Regions from separate parts of the Mus musculus genome. Here region 1 is linked to region 2. The links are chromatin contacts, called in public promoter capture Hi-C maps. All regions are on one chromosome and are shown on one strand. Each heading gives the region's core, a stretch centred on a gene start, on an enhancer-like site or on the middle of the called end of the contact. The rest is flanking DNA. Distances are from core to core; before and after follow the strand shown. Region 1 overlaps 4930414F18Rik (a long non-coding RNA gene). Region 2 holds the start of Snx29 (sorting nexin 29).

Evidence for each region. Promoter capture Hi-C pulls out the DNA fragments that hold promoters and counts their contacts.
Region 1: a promoter capture Hi-C map of embryonic stem cells shows a contact between it and region 2, with 3 times the contacts expected there. The contact joins the enhancer-like site here to the promoter of Snx29 in region 2. A contact is called at or near these places in 4 of 39 promoter capture datasets (embryonic stem cells, hippocampal neurons and stem cell-derived epiblast-like cells) and 1 of 115 datasets of contacts at active chromatin or transcription factors (embryonic stem cells).

What each region holds. Positions count from the first base shown.
Region 1 is chr16:12,774,947-12,777,704 of GRCm38.p6, forward strand. All of the region lies in intron 1 of 4930414F18Rik (a long non-coding RNA gene), which reads right to left. Among named protein-coding and RNA genes, the nearest start is that of 1700003L19Rik, 35 kb to the right of the region's middle. Within about 2 kb of position 1,270, at least 6 of the 459 cell types and tissues checked have an H3K27ac peak or open chromatin away from gene starts, as enhancers often do. A contact at or near this core is called in embryonic stem cells, where this site is marked.
Region 2 is chr16:11,321,611-11,324,503 of GRCm38.p6, forward strand. Snx29 (sorting nexin 29) reads left to right here and starts at 1,294. Exons shown (of 21, transcript NM_028964.4): 1 at 1,294-1,368. The coding sequence starts at 1,362.

The DNA.
Region 1 (2,758 bases), core at 20-2,519, 1.5 Mb after region 2:
TTTATATAACATAAAATATATACCATATTATATAGTATATATCAACATTATATAATTATAAATTATATTATATTTCATATTTTATATAATATAAAGTATATTGCATATTATATAATATGGACTATAAATATAATACATTATATATATATATATACATATATATATATATACCCAACCATAGAAGAAAAATGCATAATAAAAACATCTTTGCTAGTCTTCATAAGAACACTGCAGGAAACAATTGTATTTGTTTGGTTGATTGGATTTGGGTTTTTGAGACAGGTAGTGTGGCTGTCCTGGAGCTTGCCACATAAACCAGGCTGGCCTAGACGTCTCAGAGATACCTCTGACCCTGCTTCTGGAGTGCCGGGATTAAAACCATACAGCAGCGTGCCCAACAGAGCAGTTAATCCTGAGTCTGAGGGATGTTACATAATATTTGTCTCCAGGTACTCAGTTTAAACATAAACGAAATGTTGAAAATGATGATGGTGGTGGTTATGGGTTACAGTGACACTGGTGATGATGGTGGTGGTGGTCATCCTGATTATGATGATGGGGATGGTGCTGGTAAGGGTAATAATTATGGGATATTGATCACTAGTCACAACAATTATTTTATCATCTATATGAGTTTGGAGAGGTGGTTCAACAAGTAAAAATACTCAGTGCTAAGTCTGACCACCTAAGCTCATCCCTGAAATAAGCATCTTAGAATAAAAGTGACTTCCAGGAGTTCTCCTCTGACTTCCACACAAGCAAGCACCAAGGAAAGCCACCCCCCCAAGCCCTTCCTCCCTCCCTTCTTCCCTCACATAGTAAATAAAAATGCAAGAAAAATACTAGAATATCAGTGTGCTGGACATTGCAGTTGCAGTTCTTATATGTATATATTATGTCATCAGCACAATAACACAACTTTAACTGACACTCTCTAAAATGAGGAGCTAGAAGACCAGAACACTCATTCTGCATAGCACAAGCCACAAAGACAGAAATGCTGGTGAAAAGGTCAGCTTAGGAACTTGGGGAAGGTCATGAAATACTTGCCCCCCTGGAAGAGAGAGGCTAATTAACATTTCTCAGAAAACAGGGCAGGAACCAACCTGCAGGTGGGAACACATTCCTCAGGACTGACTGTTGTCCACCTTCAGACAAAAGAAGTCCTTGTCACCTCATTCCCTAAAGACCAGTCAGTTTAAAGGGTTCACTGTTCCGACAATCATATTGTGCATAGTTGCTGATGCTCTATTCTGCCCCTGGAAACCATATAAAAACTTGCCAAACGAGTGCTTGTGGTCACTGCCTCTCTTATGGGTCTGGAACAAACCCTGTGCACTAGAACAATAAATTCTTCTTGCTTTTTGCATCAATCCTGGCTCTGTGTGGTTCACTCAGGGGATCCCCAGTAAGCTAAGGCACCCCGGAGTCTTACACTGGCTACTTCTGTCTGTATCAAGAACCCACAGTACCCCATTGCCTAGTAGCATAGCATACCTTGCCTTTATTCATATGGCCTTTTAAATTTTTAATCAGCATTGAACCCCAACCTCATCAGCTCTGTGATTCTTTCAGATAGCTATTGAGAGCTCTATGAGATTTTTAGTACCCTTCTGATTTTATGGTTGCCCACAAAAGCCACAACTACGGAACATCAGAAAGACTGTGCTGTGAAATATCTCCTGGGTATTATATTTTAAGACTCAAGTAAATAACAGCCTCTTTTAAGATGTAAATAACACTGAAAATTTTAAGCCTATTAGAAAGTCACAGCTCAGATAATTCATTTAACCATTAATAGTGTACTCAGTGGGAATGTGACTGTCACCAATGAGCCAGGGCCTTCTTTGCATTTAGCTTGGAACACTGCAAAAGAGAAAGGGGAAATTTTTTTCCCAATTGTTGACTAGGTCTGGGTTTGTGGAAAAATCATAAGAATAAGGCAAAATTAGTTACTATGCATTTATCAAAACTAATCAACCAGTATTGGTAGAGTAATATGAGCAATGATTTGTTTATAGTTAATTCAGGTTTGGAGTTATGCCTTTATTATGTTAGGGTTTTGTCTTTTACTGTTTATTGTAATGCTAAGTGCTAGCGTCTGAGATTTGAAGTCTGCAAGTAGCCTACAGGGCCCTGCCCCCAGTTAATTCTGATTGGTAAATAAAGATGCCAGCAGCCAACAGCTGGGTAGAGGAGACTAGGCAGGTTTAGGTTCCCCAGACTTGATAACAGGAGGAAGGATCAGGGGACACAGAAGCCATTATGGAGTAAGAACTGCAGGAGAGAAGCAAGGAAAGCACCCTGGGCTCTGGGCCAAGAGACCATGGTCCAGAGGGCTGACCAATTGCAATTCAGAGCAGCCCAGATGAAACACAGTAAGTAATAATAGGGTTATAGATAGAAGGTAGATTCTAATAACATGGAGGGTAGGCAGCTGCCCAGCTATTGAGCCACTTAAGGCATATTAAAATATAAAGTTTGTGTTTGTATGTGTTCTTCATTCCGGGAGCATAAATGGTCAAAGGCAGGAAGGAACCTCGCATCAGGATTTTTTTTTTTAACTATTTGTTACAATAGGATTAACTTTGTGTCCATCTGATGTCCTCTCTCTGCTCCAGGATTCCAAGTGGGCACAGCATCACATTTAACAACAGTATCTCCTTAGCATCCTTTGGTTGTGGCACTACATGTTTGGTTTTTTTGGTTCTGTTTTTTTTTTTTTTTTTTTTTTTTTTTTTTTTTTTTGGTGGGGGGG
Region 2 (2,893 bases), core at 44-2,543:
TGGGTGACTCCAGCCTCATATCCAGCAGGCAAAATAGTCTTTCAACTCCATATTTAAAATAGGGCAAAACCCTGGATTTCACAGTTGCTGTGAATTTAGCTCTTGTGTTCTCTCAGCACCTACCCACCTTTCCTCTCACTGTTGCCTAGAGTCAGTTGGACAACTCTTGTAGTTCCCTTAACCCACTGACCCACTGTCATTCTCCTCAGACCCATTACAATGCATTCTCATTCTAGAAAGTTCTCTCTCTCTCTCTCTCTCTCTCTCTCTCTCTCTCTCACACACACACACACACACACACACACCCACCACAAATTCTCCCAAGTGCCTCAGGCAGTAATTCGATTCTTCTGTGAATGTTGGTATTAAAGGTGTGCATGGTCACACCAGGATTGTAAGTGAAGTTTCAAATTCTGACTGCATCACTGTGCTTTGCACTTTTATTCCCACATCCATCATCAAGAAAGTACAAACTCTCCTGCCTGCAGGGCCTTGCACGTGCTACTCCAACTACTGAACTATATCCACCACTCCGGTTTTACCACTCCGGTTTTACTTTTTATTTCGAGAGTCTTGAGAAGTTACCCAGAATGGCTTTGAATTCACCTTTTGTTTTTGTTTGTACAGAGAGTTGAAGCTTGGGCCTCCTGCATGCAAGGCATGTGCCCTCTCTACCAAACTTTTTTTTTTTTTTTTTTTTTTTTTCGAGTCAGGGTTTCTCTGTATAGCCCTGGCTGTCCTGCAACTCACTTTGTAGACCAGGCTGGCCTCGAACTCAGAAATCCGGGATTAAAGGCGTGCGTTACCACGCCGGCCATCCACAGCTCTTGAATTCTTGCAGCTCAGGCTCCTGACTTATCCTCTTGAATGTTGGGATTTAAAGCCTGTACCACCAGGCCCTGCAGGCCCATTACTCTTTTTTTCTCTCTTCTCTTTGAGACAGTCTCAAGCAGCCCCATCTAGCCTCGAAATCATTGAGTAGTTCAAGGTTGACCTTGAACTTCTGATCCACCTGCCTTCCCCCGAGTGCTGGTTTGACGGACATGCAACACACTACTCCAAGCTCTCGGTACGCGTATATCGCATCCTTGTCCGAACTTCAGTCTAAATGGATGTCTTTTTCTTGGCTCGGGGATTGGGAGGCATTGATTTTGTGAGGTGCCGGTTCTCTTCCCTGCTACCCTGGGGCGTCGATTTGCCCGAGTATTTTGGTTCCGGGTCGGGAGGCGGGCCCTAGGAGAGTCACTGCTTCCGGGGCGGGGCCAGCGGGCGGGGCGCGCGTTCTCCCGGCCTGTGTGGAGCTCGGCGGCTGCAGACGCGGCGGCGGCGGCAAGGCAGGCGGCGGCCCCGGGAGCAGCAACATGAGCGGTGAGTGGCGGCCCCGCTGCTGTCACCCGCCCCGTAGCGCCACTGCAGCCGCACGCTCCGGGCCCGGTGTGCTCACACGCTGCAGACCCCCGCGGGGTCGCTCGCAGGCTCGGAGCCCTGGCCCGGAGTCTCCTGCACCGCTCCCACTATCCCGGGGCTGGCGCTCCTGTCCCTCTGCCTCACCAGTGACAGCCAACTCCTAGAGCAGAGCTTGCTCCCAATTCCCTCCCAGACAGCCGATCCCTTTGACAGGTTTCCGCACCCCGGATTCTCAGATCTCTGGTACTTGCCTTAGTCCCTCTTTCTCCCGTGACCCTCCTGGGACTCAGCTCCAGTTACCAGCCCCTGGTTTTTAGTTATTCTCTGTTCCAGGTCTCTTCCACCCAGTGACTCCTCTTTCTCCAAAGGCAAAGAGCATCTCTAGACACCCCTGTCACACACAGCAAACCAGAGCGACAGCTCCGGGTCCCCAGAGGTCTCAGTGTTAGGACAGCTTTGTCTTCTTCCCTCCTCTTCCCTGCACCTGTGTCCCCAGAGCTGGCCAGTTAGCCTCGCAGCGTCCCTCTCCCGGTTGTGCCTTTTGTATTTGGGCTGTTAGTTCATGCTTCAGTTCTCTCCATGTCTTCCTCTAGCTCATCGTTTGAAGTCTCCGGTTGTGTCCTGAAGCCCTTTCCTTCTTGCCCAATGCTGAACCTAAATGGGGCTCAAGCGTTGCCCAAGCCAATACCACCAGCAGGGAGGTGGAGCGGGTGGGGAGTCTGGAAGTGAGAGGCAGGTGCTTGTGACGGCTTGTGCTCAGTGATACCGAAGTTTAGTCCCTTTGTCGGAGTCTGTGTCTTCAAGCCTCCCTCTGAAGAGTCCTGATGATGTTTTGATGTTTTGGTGCTAAGTCATTCCTGGGTGTTGCGCGTGGAGATGGGAGTGACTCAGGGAAGGCTTGTGTTGGCTGTTGATTCTCCTGCTGGACTCAGGGATCTGGATTCCCTTAGGAGGACCCGCCTACCCTCGTAGTTTCTGTTTTTTCTTACTGTGCAGCTGGATTTTCGTCTCTGCACCCAGTCTCTAGACTTGCACTCAGGTGTTTCATGGAGCGGAGAGGGTGCTAGGGCAAAGGAGCAAAGGGCAGTCTTAATTTTTTGTTTTTTAAATTATTTCTGTGCATCTTTAAAAAAACGTTAGATGCTTTTTGTTGCTCAAGAGCAAAGTTTATGGAACTGTGGTCTTATTGAGGGGACTAATGGAGGGGTTTTTACAGTTTACGTTCATCTGCCAAAGCAAATTACTGGGTCTAACTTAACACTAATGTTAACAAAAACGTGTGTGCCAGCATCCACCAAAAGGTGATGGAGCCCAATGTACTGGGTTCAAATCCTGGCTCTACCACATAAAGCAATATGCTTTTTTTTTTTTTTTTTTTTTTTTTTTTGGTTTTTGGTTTTTGGTTTTTGGTTTTTCGAGACAGGGTTTTTCTGTATATCCCTGGCTGTCCTGGAACTCACTCTCTAGACCAGGCTGGCCTCGAACT